Regions from separate parts of the Ovis aries genome. Here region 1 is linked to region 2. Evidence: chromatin contacts called from public Hi-C data. All regions are on one chromosome and are shown on one strand. Each heading gives the region's core, a stretch centred on a gene start, on an enhancer-like site or on the middle of the called end of the contact. The rest is flanking DNA. Distances are from core to core; before and after follow the strand shown.

Region 1 (6,228 bases), core at 2,639-5,138, 680 kb before region 2:
TGGACTGCAAGGAGATCCAACCAGTCCATCCTGAAGGAGATCAGTCCTGGGTGTTCGTTGGAAGGACTGATGCTGAAGCTGAAACTCCAATACTTTGGTCACCTCACGCGAAGAATTGACTCATCGGAAAAGACCCTGATGCTGGGAGGGATTGAGGGCAGGAGGAGAAGGGGATGACAGAAGATAAGACGGCTGGATGGCATCACTAACTCAATGGACATGAGTTTGGGTAAACTCCAGGAGTTGGTGATAGACAGGGAGGCCTGGCGTGCTGCAATTCATGGGGTCACAAAGAGTCGGACACGACTGAGCGACTGAACTGAACTGAAAAGTTTCCATGATAAAAAAATGTATGTGTATACACATCACTATAGCAATAGGCTTGACTTGCGACCTACATCTGCAAATTTGCTTTTAAAATATGTCAGAATGCTAAAACTTAGATGTGAAAATTGTGTGTGTGTGTGTGTGTGTGTGTGTTTGAATGAACCTTTTATTTTAGAATAGGAAACATGGTAGTTATGGCAAACAAAATATAGAAAGATTGGCTTAAAAATTTGAATGGATTTTGAGAAAAGGCTACTTTGGGAGCCTTTTTTTGTAAACATTTCATTTTTTGTGGGATGTGAATCATGTGTTGGAATCACCTGATTTAGCTGTGGTATAACTAAGTCTGGAGGTTTTGGGGGACACTCTGTTTTTAAACTTCCCCACCACCAACCATGATTATGGTTACATGAGATTCGTGTCTTAAAAAAAAGAGATCTGTGTCCCAAAGCTCTGGAATTATTTAAACCATGTACTTTGGAAGCTCGTCTTTGTTCTCTTTGAGCCATAATGTTATGTCTGCTTTTACCACAATCATATGGATAAGGAACTGTCAGGTCAGGCCCTCTCCCATCATGCCACAATGTAGAATCTGCTTTACAAAGTCAATGGAAAACTCTCTTCTTGCTTTATGAAGAGGTCAGAGATAAATATTCCAGTGCATTGTTTTTAAAACAACAGAGATAATCTTGTTGATTTTTTTTCATAAGAAAAAAGTACTCATAAAAATTTGGGAGAGAGTTATAGTGGGCCCTTGAAAATACTTGTGGTTAAAAGTGTGGTGCTATTATATTCTTGCAAATGTGAAACGTTCAGATTTCTAATGTGCTCAATGAGATACAAAGAGAAAAGTTGTTAATTATGGAGTGTTAAATTCAGGGCAGCCAGATATACTTCAATTTGCATGATAAATATTCACTCTTTAGGAAAGAAATTGTTACAGAATATTTTCTTCCCATTGAGTAGGACATGTACTCTTCCCCTTTGTATGTTTTCTTTATTATATGATAATCCACTTTCTGACACTTCTTTATCATATCAATAATAAAATCTATATATGTTGGGCTTTGTGTGGGTTCATAAAGCAACTTTTCATCTATTAATGTCATTTCTCCAACAAATGGCTTCTTTTCTTCATGTTTTCATCTTTTATTTTTATTACAGTATTGTTTGTTAATTTCTACAATCACCAGGAACACTGAATTAGCAATACCAAAGCATTACTCTTAGGAAAAATACAGGGTCCTAACAATCTCTGGTCATAATATTTATACAACTAGGTAAATTGGTCAATACATAAACTTGTTTTATGTGTGTTTTTGTTTAAGGAGATTTTATTTAATATATTATTATTGATTTATTAAAATTGAATTCACATTGATAGCACTAAAACTCATGCCTGAAGGAAGCTTATCTGACACATATTCTTTCTCTGTAAGGTACATCACAGCCTTCTTGCACTTTGGAATACTGGACAGCCCTTCTGCACTATGCTCAGGGGTCATTTTAAACAGTGAAAGCATTAACAAAAAGCAAAAAGTTGTGAAAATCATGGCGCTACATAGACCCAGAAAAGGACACAGTTTGTATTATGAAAGCTGAAATAAGGCAGAGCCCTCTTAAACTGTTGTGAGGAAAGCATATATGGTAATACTATGCTTGGCAAGTAGTAGGTTCTCAGTTACGTACCCAGGATTGGTGCGGGGATGGGTAGCTTCATGGAGAAAGCCTTGAGCTGAGCCTTGACGTGTGAGAAAGGCATCCATGGTGCATGCTGGTGGGAGGAGGTGCACAACACAGTGGGCTTCTAAGCCCTTTGTGGTTTTGTGCCTTATATGCCCCCTTGTAGTCAAGCATGGTGCTGGGAATATAATAGTTACTCAGTTAATAAATGTTGACAGGTTTTGATCTCTTTGTCAGCTGTTGCTTTGCTAAGCCACCTGTTTTCATAACAACACATATCTTTGGCATGTTATATACCAATCTTTGGAGATTTAGTCTGTAGTAATTGAATAACAGAATGTACATACTTCAACTAAGAGTTGTATACTTCCAAACTGATTTTGAGTAAGAATGTGGCTGGAAAATGAAAGACAGGGAGAAAGAAGATAAGAAAATAGGTGTGTGTGGGAGAGAAAGAGAAAAGTGACAGGTATCATTGTGGGTGAATCTTAGCAGTATAATATTAAGTGCAATAGTGATTTCCCAAAGAATATATGCTAACATATCATCTGGAGAAACAGGGCACCTAATGTCACCAGTGAGGGGCCTCTGAATGTGATTTACTGAGAAAAACATAGCACATAGCATCACTTCTGTGATATTCCTGCCAAAATAAAAATCCTGAATGCAATAGAAAGGAAACATCAGGAGAACCCAAATTGAGTGATGTTAATAAAATACCAGACAAATATTAAATGTCATGAAAAGCAAAGAATGGTGAAGGAAATGTTTGAGATTAAAGAAGACCAGAGACACACAACTGAATGCTGTTGGAATCTGGATCAGATTTTTGTACTTGAAAAAATTGCTGTAAACACTATTGTGGGGACAGTTGAGAAAACTTAAAAATGGACTGTTGCTAAAATATAAGTATAGAATCAATGTTACATGTTCTCATTTGTGGTTATGTAGGAGATTTGCCTTGTTCTTAGGAAATACACACTGGTATGTTAGGGGGTGAAGAGGCAAGATACATGCAACTTACTTTCAAAAATGTTGGAGAATAATAACTCTCTATAAACAAATATATAAGTCAAATATAAATAAAGTATATCAGGGCTATATGGCGAGTTCTTTGTGCTTTCCTTGAAATGTTTTTGTAATTTTGAACTTATTTCAAAATAAAAAGGAAAAATCTATAAAATAAAGCTAAAACAAAAAAGTAGATATAGCACTATACCTTCCATAGACTTAAGATACTAGAATAAGATGTTCTAAAGAAGAACTACATGTAGAAACAATAAAACTGTATTAAAGGAAGGCATGATGGCCAGGATTTGGTATGGCCGCCATTCTGGGTTGGGGAACCAAGGGGTAGGATAGAAGGCTACCAAATGTTGTCCTGTAGAATACCGTGAGATTCCCCCTTTTTGTTTCAGCAGTTATTAGATTCACTGGTGCTTATTACATTATTAAAAACAAGAAATTAGAAAAAGCATGAGCCAAAAAAAAAGAGGGCTGTACATAGAATGTGCTGAGAGTGTCATGAAACATATAACATAATCTATTTGTTTTCATCTGAGGTCAGTTTAGAAAAAAAAAGCAAAACAAAAATGGTAAGTGAGAGAGAGGGCAGAGGGAAAGAGAAATGGAAAAATCAGAGTCAGAAAAGAATGGGACATAAGGTCTTTTGAGGGAAAAGAAAAAAAATAAAGCAAGTCTGAAGAAATGAGTGAGAAAAGACTGAGCTTATTTCTGAGAGAAGAATGGGTTGGAAGAAATCGAAAGAATGAGAACTGGGAATGCTGAGGCAGAAGAAAAACCTAAATGGCATTTCTGAACCACAAGAGGGACACTGTGTCTCCACAGAGGAGTGTCAGCCAAAGGGCCAGATTCCAGGAAAGGGTGATGTGGTTAAAACACACACTGAGGCTTAGGTCTGCAGAAGGCTGACACTCAGCCAGCTGGGCTTTCCCAAAAACTTGGAGAGTTGCGGTCAGTTCTGGCTTCTTCAATACTCCAAGCTATTAGTTAGGAGAAACCGCTGGGTTAACCTGTGGCCGTAATCACCCATGATTAAGCCTAGGTATTTGCTGTCGGTAACTGAAGGCCCTCCTCTGGGAGCTGCCATCTTGTCTCAACCTCTGGTGTCTGGTGGAAGCAGTGCATGCTGGAAACGCACAAGGGAAACTGGGGACTGTGCAAAGTGCAGACGCATTGATCAAGGAAATTTGTCACCCGTAAGCATTGTCCTGTGGCCTTTGAACGCTCAGTGATGACAGGCCAACAAATGACTCTCCTTATCAGCACTGACATAACCAGAACACTCTGGAAATGCACAAGCTGTCTCCAGGTTTGGTCCTTCCTCTGTTTTGCTCTCTGATCTTTGGAAAGAAACCAGCCAAAGAAAACGCCTCTGTTGGAGTGGGAAAGAGCTGATTCATTTTGCCCTCGTGAGGGGGAAAACAAGCACTTTAGCTCCTGCTTACCTAGCCTTTGGGGCTTTCCTGGTGACTCAGACAGTAGAGAATCTGCCTGCAATGCAGATGTCCCAGGTTCGATCCCTTAGATCCCCTGGAGAAGGAAATGGCAGCCCACTCCAGTATTCTTGCCTGAAGAATCCTGCAGACATGGGAACCTGGCAGGCTACAATCCATGGGGTCACAAAGAGTGACTGCTCTTCACCTTGGATCTGTTTTTATGCTGAGCTAATAACAGCCCCCTGAACAAATGGTGATTTCCTCTTATCACTCCCTCCATTCACTTGAAATGTCCTATATCTCCCTATTTCTCTCAACCTGGGGAATGAATAATTTCCTTTGAAGTTAAATAAATGCTCTGTTTGAGTGGTACTTCTTCCATAAAACTCCTATATCCTGTGCCCCTGACCATCCCACTTACACACAGGGTCTCTCACCCCTTGGGAACCCCTCCTGTGTTCTTTGGATGTCTTTCAGAGTTAGAGTGCTTCACTGCATTGATTTACATATCTTCTACTTCTGTCCTTTGAGGACAGAACATTACATTCAATATCCAATGAATGTTGAGCAGCTCTATGATGAATAAGGCCATGTTAGTGCTTTATACACCTTGCCTCATTTAAGCCTCACACAGCCCTAGAAGGTGGTTACTATTAACATTAATCCTGTCCTTAGAGAAAACAAGCCTCACAGAGGATAAGCTATTCATCTAAGACCATAGCATTATTAACCCGTAGAAGTTGGATTTCAACATAGATAGTCTGACTTCAGAGTCCTCCCTTGATAGTTCAGTTCAGTCACTCAGTTGTGTCCAACTCTTTGGAACTCCATGGACTGCAGCCTCCCTGTCCATCACCAACTCCTGGAGTTTATTCAAACTCATGTCCATTGAGTCGGTGATGCCACCCAACCATCTCATCCTCTGTCATCTCCTTCTTCTCCCACCTTCAATCATTCCCAACATCAGGGTCTTTTCAAATGAGTCAGTTCTTTGCATCAGGTGGCCAAAGTATTGGAGTTTCAGCTTCAACATCAGTCCTTCCAATGCATATTCAGGACTGATTTTCTTTAGGATGGACTGGTTGGATCTCCTTGCAGTCCAAGGGACTCTCAAGAGTCTTCTCCAACACCACAGTTCAAAAGCATCAATTCTTTCTTTATAGTCCAACTCTCACATCCATACATGACTACTGGAAAACTATAGCCTTGACTAGACGGACCTTTGTTGGCAAAGTAATGTCTCTGCTTTTTAATATGCTGTCTAGATTAGTCATAACTTTTCTTCCAAGGAGTAAGCATCTTTTAATTTCATGGCTGCAATCACCATCTGCAGTGATTTTGGAGCCCCCCAAAATAAAGTCTGCCACTGTTTCCACTGTTTCCCCATCTGTTTGCCATGAACTGAAGACCAGATGCCATGATCTTGGTTTTCTGAATGTTGAGCTTTAGGCCAACTTTTTCACTCTCCTCTTTCACTTTCTTCAAGAGGCTCTTTAGTTCCTCTTCACTTTCTGCCATAAGGGTGGTGTCATCTGCATATCTGAAGTTATTGATATTTCTCCTGGCAATCTTGATTCCAGCTTGTACTTCATCCAGCCCAGTGTTTCTCATGATGTACTCTGCATGTAAGTTAAATAAGCAGGATAACAATATACAGCCTTGATGTACTCCTTTCCCAATTTGGAACCAGTCTGTTGTTCCATGTCCAGTTCTAACTGTTACTTTCTGACCTGCATACAGATTTCTCAAGAGTCAGGTC
Region 2 (6,574 bases), core at 2,795-5,294:
CTTTAAATAAACACCAGGAATAGAAGATAAATAAACTTTTTTTCCCCCTTGCAAGTGCCTAGCTTGGCGAGGTTCAGACTCAAATCCCCAGAGGACAGAGCGCTCTCTTTTGTGTTAATGTTTAAAAGATTTTCCAATGCCGGAGTTTATTCCTACTGCAAACATTTCTATTTACAAGGTCAAGTGTATCAGCACTCGACACAGCTTAAGAGTGTAATTATTTATCTAAGGGCGTTTGAGTGTAGATCAGTAGCTCTGGCAGGAACCCAGCCTTCAGCCCACTGCTAAACAACTCCTCACAACAATATTACAAGTTCTGGTAATTGTTCCTCTCCCCAGTATGTTTACTTTTGCCCGCCTGAATGTTTTGTAACAAAATTTTGTACTTTTTCACCCAAAGTGTGAAAATGACTTTGAAGTTGAATCTCCCAGGTTTCCTAAGACCTATTGGTAACAGATGTTATTGGCATGTTTGATTGTAGGAGGACAAGGACTTCTAGTAGCCAGAAAAGAGACTCCAGAGGATGGGGGGTGGGGGGGGTGGGGGTCCCAGTGGAAAGGAGGGAGGGTAAAGAGATGTGTGGGTTAGCCCCAAACTATGCCAAGCCTCTCCACAAATGTAAATACCAATGGAGACCAGTCAAATTACATCTTTTTAGCTGCCTCATTTACAGATGTTTAATTGTTCATTAAATTGAAGGCAGAAATAATAGCCCTCATTTCTAGTCTTGTACTATATTTTAATTTCAGTTGATGGTTGATAGATTCCCAGTGGCCCCTCCACCCTGCTTCTCACCCATTATTGGGTTAACCACAATGTGACTCTGGAAAGTAACTACACCATATTCATTATTTAAAACTCTTTACTGATGTACACATTTTAATAAAATCAAATAACAACAACAACAACAAAAATACACAAAGCCACAGTTACTTAAAACATAGGATTTTTTTAAAAGTCTATAAAAATACAATGTTTAAGGCAGTTTGGAAATGCATTTATACATTTCTACAATGTTCATAAATTCTCTTGAAAATAAGAATGTTAACTTCAAATCTATAAAATACACTGTACATTTTTAAACTGTTCTAGATAGAGCACACTTCACAGTTGATGGTGGTTCTGGATCCCTGGTGACAAATGGATTCTTTACACTTCAGGCAAGAAAGGTGTACCATGGATGTGGATTTAAATTTTTTAATTTCTTCTTTAAAAATAAATTATTTCTGAAGCATACAATTTATAAAAATTCTATATACAAAATACAGCAACTGGTAACAAATCCCAGTTTTAATACATTTTATATACTAAGTACCAGGGGTGAGCGCCCTGATAAAAGCAGAGGCAATATATGTTCTCTGCATATTTGTACATACAATTTCTTGGTGTAAAGAACAAAAATGACAACAAAACAAACATCATAAAGAGGCTTTCATAAATGGCAGTGCAGAGCTCTTTTAAATAAAAACTTGCATTGTTCAACACCACTAGCAACTCCCTAGATAGCATTTTTGGATCCTTAATCCTAAGCAATGTGCTAAGAGATCTGAGTGGTGGCAATGAAATTAAAGTCAAGGGCTCAAAACTATCCAAACTCAGGAAAATTAACCCTTCTCATACCCTCCACCCTCACCCCCCCCCCCCCCCCCCCTTACAAAAACAATTCTGGGCGCGGAAACCAAGAGTAAACGAGAATCGGTTACGATTGCAATGTCCTCACTGGCCACAATAAAAGTCGATACTGTAACCTCCCCCCGCCCTCCCCCCGCCCCGCCAGGAGAAATACTAATAAACAGTCCCTATGCAAATATAAATCCTTCTTCAAAACTCCCGCTCCAAACCCAGTCCCTAGAAACTCTTAAGGCCCCACTGGTCATCATTCTCTCTTCGGAGTCCAGGACAACGGTTCTGTCCCCTTGCCAGGCCCGTTTCATCCCAGGGGTCTGGAGCTAGGCCGGCTTCTGCGGGGAGTTTCTGGAGCCTGGAATGGGGGCAGGGAAGGATAACCAAAAAGTCCTGCTCCGGAGAGGAGGCGAGGATCGTGCAACAAGTCGAGGGCAAGAGATCCGCTAGACAGAAGCCACCTAGAAAACGTTTTGGGAAAAAAATCCTCGACCACCCCTCTGTCCCCGAGCCACAGGTGCCCCGTCGCCGACCCTCCCGTGGCCGACGGCGGGGGGCGCGAGGGCTAAAAGAGCAGCGGGAGCAGCAAGATGGAGGCGAACAGGGTCCAGGCGCTTCGGGGTGCCGAGCGGCAGCCGCCGCCGCCGCTGCTCCTGCGCCCGGGCCCGTAGGGCAAGTCCCCACGGCCGCCTGCCGCAGCAGCGCCGCCGCCCGGGCGCGGCGGGTGCGGGACCCCGTCATCGTCGTCCAGCGGCTGCTCGCCGCCCGTGCCCCCGGTGCGCTGCTCGTCGTCGTACTCCTCGTCGTAGTAGTCGTCCAGGCCCCCGTCCGAGCCGCTGCTGCCCTGGCCATTGCCCAGTTCGGCGCCGAAGCACAGGCGAGCCATGTTTTCCTTGACCGACTCGCAGATGGGCCGTTCCAGGCCGTCGCACACGCAGTCGTTGAGCAGTGCCGCCTTGGGCATGGCCAGCATGTCCTCGATGACCGTGCGGCACTCGTCGGTGCAGCGCAGCCCGTTGAAGAGCTTGCCACAGTAGGTCAGGTAGCGGCTAAGCGCCAGGTTGCAGCGGCTGTCGCGGTCACAGCGCCTCCGGGCCTCGGTGCAGCCCAAAACCCCGCCCGCGCCCGCGCCGGGGCCGCCTGCGCCGCCGCCGCTCGTCCGGGGCAGGCACGGCTCAATGGCGCGCTTGGTAGACTTGCAGTTCTCGTCCTGCGCACAGTCACAGTCCTCCAAGGCGGGCCCGCGACGCGTGTGGTTGAGCTGAATGAGGGCCGAGATGCAGTGGCTCGGGCAGCGCCAGCGCGAAGAAAAGGAGGCGGCCGAGGCCGGGAAGGCGGCAGCTGCGGCGGCGGCCCCCGGCACGTCGCTCCCGCCGCGCTGCGCCAGCACCGGCGCGCACGCCTCGGCGTACTGGTTGTAGGCGTAGCTGCACTCCGGCTCCCCCTGGCACTGCAGCAGCGCCTGCCAGCAGATGAGGCGGCGGCCGTGCGCCAGCCCCGAGCCCCGCGGCGCCGAGCCCAGCAGCTGCAGCAGCGCCATCAGGCACAGCCAGGCGCCCGGCACGGTTCCCCTGCGGGCCCCGCCGCCGCCGCCCAGCAGCCCTGTGACCATCGCGGGCAGCGGCGGCCGCCGGGCGAGGAGCGGAAAGGAGACGAGGCGCGGGGAGCGGCGGACGCAGAGCCGGCGGAAAAGTTTGCCCCAGTCCTGCCAACTTCTTGCATGAGGGTTTTCATAAATCCATGCGCGCCGCCGGCTGTTGCCCCGCTGCTTGCAGAAGGTCGGCTCTCGCTTGGGCTGCGGGGGCTTCCTAGAAGTGCACGGCCGTGGAGAGCCCCTCCGGTCGGCCCCCGGCAGTGGCGGGAGACGTTCACTGCCGCCCTCGGAGGTTGCTGGCCGCGGGGCCGCGGCGGGGCTGCGGGACCGCGCGGCGCCGCGGGTGCATTTTGCTCTGCGCCTGCAGATCCGTTGTGCGGCCGCGGCGGCTCCTTCCTCCCGGACTCAGTGCCGCGCCGCCGCCGCGGGTTCTCGCATCGCGCCGCTTCCTGGCTCGCGTCCGGGCGCTGCCCGCCTTCCCGCGGCCCGGCTGCCCGCGTCCCCTCCCCCTCCGCCCGCGGCGACCCCGGCCTCGGCTCCGGGGAGCTCTTTCCGGGCGGCACGGTGAAAACGGGAAACTCGGCGCGGCGGGAGAGCAGCGGCTCCCGGGCTTCCCTCGGCGGCGGCTTCTCGGGTGACAAGGAGCCCGGGGAGCGGATCCGCTGAGCCCGGCTGCGGACTCGCTCGCTGCGAGGCTTTAAATACAAAAATGGGCCGGGAGCCCCCGCGTGGTGCCGTGGTGCCCCCTCATTATGCATGCATGGAAAAGCAAACAAACAAAAACATTAGCAACGCTCCTCCGGCTCGCCGAGCCCCGGCCCCGCGCGCTCCGAGCCTGCCCGCTTTCTCCTTTCTCCACTCTTTCGCCCTTTGCTCGGCCCCCTTTCCCGGCTTTTCGAGATGCTATTGGTCCCGCCTGTTGTTGTTGAAACTTTTTTTTTTTTTTTTTTACGAGCCGCTGGAGTGGGGTTGCGGAGTGGGGGAGGGCGGGGAGGGTGGTGGGCAGCTCACATTCAGGCATTCAGGGCTTGAAAGGAACGGCTTAAGGAGCCTGACAGAGGCCCGGGAGCTCCTCCTACTCTTAAGGAGGCTCGGATGTGGAGCCCTTGCCCGCGCACGGAACCAGCGGGCCGGGCTCAGGGGCAGCTGTTTGCATCCGGCTTGGTCACTATCCTTTTTGTTTGGTTCTTCTTTTTTTCCTTTCTTCTTCTTCTGTTTTATTTATTTGGTACTTTTATTAATTCTGCCTGGCCCTCATCCGTGCTTTCGACTGAATTCAAAATTCAATTTGTTTTCCGAGTTCCCCATCTTTGCCGGGTCATCACGGAGGGGAGGAGAGAACCCAGAGAATTTAATGTGGAACTCTGAAACTTAAAAAAAAAAAAAAATCCAGACACACACAAGACAGAGGCAAAAGCTTTAGCTAGGGGGATATCAATAGTCACCAGCCTTTTCAGCCCCCACCCAGCACCCTGGTTCCCATTTACCGATCTGGCAGGTATGGCCCTGGAGCCAGGCATTGTTGTCATTTTCAAGACAGAAATCCAATAAGTCAAATTAATTGTTTTTAAGAAGGAAAGTTTCTAAAAGACGGTATTTAAAAAAACCAATACATTAAAAATATTTAGGGATGTTGCGCAGTACCTTCTGGCCGCAGTCAGAGCATAAGAGGAAGGGGATAACTTGGCATCCTCCAAGGTTTCTATGCAAGCGTCTGTTTCAGTCTCCCTCGGTTTTAAGGGAAACCGCTGCCTACAGCAGCCTCTGCGATCCAGGCGCGGGAGTTTGCGAACTACCTTAACTGCGGCGCAACGCAGCCTTCGACCACCAGAGGCACCGGGCGTCTGCAGCCTGTCAAAAACTGGCGCTTTTTTCCTCCCCTTTCCGTGGAGAGACTATCAACTCCATCTGTCACAAAACTTCAGGCTAAATCTCCTCTGGTGAAGCCGAGGCAGCCGGGGCTCCAGTACGCACAGCGTTCGGCTGTCCGCCTCTCCCCAGGGGCCCGGTGAGTTGGAAATGGCAAAAGTTAGAATAGAGACACAGCGTCTGCAGACTTATCAGGCTGCAGAAAGCCTCCTGTTCCTGCGGAGCCTGCTGCATTCCTCAGAGGCTCAGGGTCTGCATTAGGAAGCTGCATTTCAGCAATTCCCCAAAACAAAACGAAACCAAATAAACCTTAAAAAGCCAGGGTGAAGTAAGACAGACCTCGTTGCTCTGACTTGAATAATGGAGAACGCACAAACAACAATAGCAATCTATATTTAAATACATTAAGTCTGCAACTGGATGGCCCATTGGAACAACCACTTCCCAGATTCTAGGGCATTTTTTGTTCGTTTTTATTTTGTTTTGGTTATTTGGAATTGTAATCTCCGTCCTGCCGGAAGGGGTTGGACAAGTCACACTCCCTTGACTTGGACCTTTCACATGTAAGGTACAAGGCCAGATTGGACCCTTGGAAAACGTCTTTTCACGTTTAATGCGCTGTGGCTTCAGGCTCATAAGAACAAGGTCGACAGTCAGCTGCATTTTAAACTGACGTTTGGTTTGTTGAGTTCCTTTGGAATAGTGGGTCTCAAACCTTATTGAGCTTGAGACTTGCCTGGTGGCCTAGTTTAAAGCCACACTGCTGGGTCCTCTCCTGGAGTTCCTTTTGCAGTAGAACTGGGGTGGGGGTGGGGAGTAAGACTGCATTTCTAACAAATTCTCAGGGAAAGCTGCTGCTGCCTGTTGGGAATCAACATTTGAGAACACCCTTTCTAGAGGTCCACATGTTTTGTTGTTTTTTTGTAAAAGTAGCCCCCATCCTGGCCTTGATAGAGCTCAGTGGGATTTCAGAAAGGCAAAGAGCTTTGAGAACTTTGGGGGAGTCACCTCAGCACCCCTGCCTCATGGCATTTCAGGCCAGCATGGCTTTCAGCAGCTGGAAAGACCAAACTTTTGAAAAGGAGGCTATGATGATGAGATAGCAGGAGGAATGAGCCCCTTCCCCCATCGGCCCCAGAAACTGAGTACCACCTTGTCTCACGTTCAGGTTTTCATTGATAGCCACCAGATCTCCAAGCCCTCTCTCATCACCCCCACACTAATCCCCATATCACTCTGTACATCCCTTAAGCTGACTTAAGCTTAAGTCATGATTCCCATCTTGAGCTTTTACCCCCACACCCCACCCCCTCAAATCCCACTTCAACTGGAGTCTCAGTTTGTTCTTAGCAAAATCTTGCATATTCCCAAGCTGCCTTCTGAGCTGAATCTCCACCTTCTTGCTCTAATTAAAACCAGCTGGAACATATAGAATAGGAGAAAATATTTGCAAACCCATATCTGATAAAGGATTAATGTGCAAAATA

Evidence for each region. A called contact is a pair of places that touch in the nucleus more often than the background predicts.
Region 1: a Hi-C map of tail adipose tissue shows a contact between it and region 2, with 8 times the contacts expected there. The contact joins the enhancer-like site here to the promoter of GAS1 in region 2. A contact is called at or near these places in 2 of 16 Hi-C or Micro-C datasets (skin fibroblasts and tail adipose tissue).

What each region holds. Positions count from the first base shown.
Region 1 is chr2:33,476,696-33,482,923 of ARS-UI_Ramb_v3.0, reverse strand. The region is part of intron 2 of LOC121818606 (a long non-coding RNA gene); the gene reads left to right. Among named protein-coding and RNA genes, the nearest start is that of TUT7, 32 kb to the left of the region's middle. Within about 2 kb of position 3,888, at least 4 of the 54 cell types and tissues checked have an H3K27ac peak or open chromatin away from gene starts, as enhancers often do. A contact at or near this core is called in tail adipose tissue, where this site is marked.
Region 2 is chr2:32,794,762-32,801,335 of ARS-UI_Ramb_v3.0, reverse strand. GAS1 (growth arrest specific 1) reads right to left here and starts at 4,044. Exons shown (of 1, transcript XM_015092769.4): 1 at 846-4,044. The coding sequence starts at 3,236. The coding sequence ends at 2,190.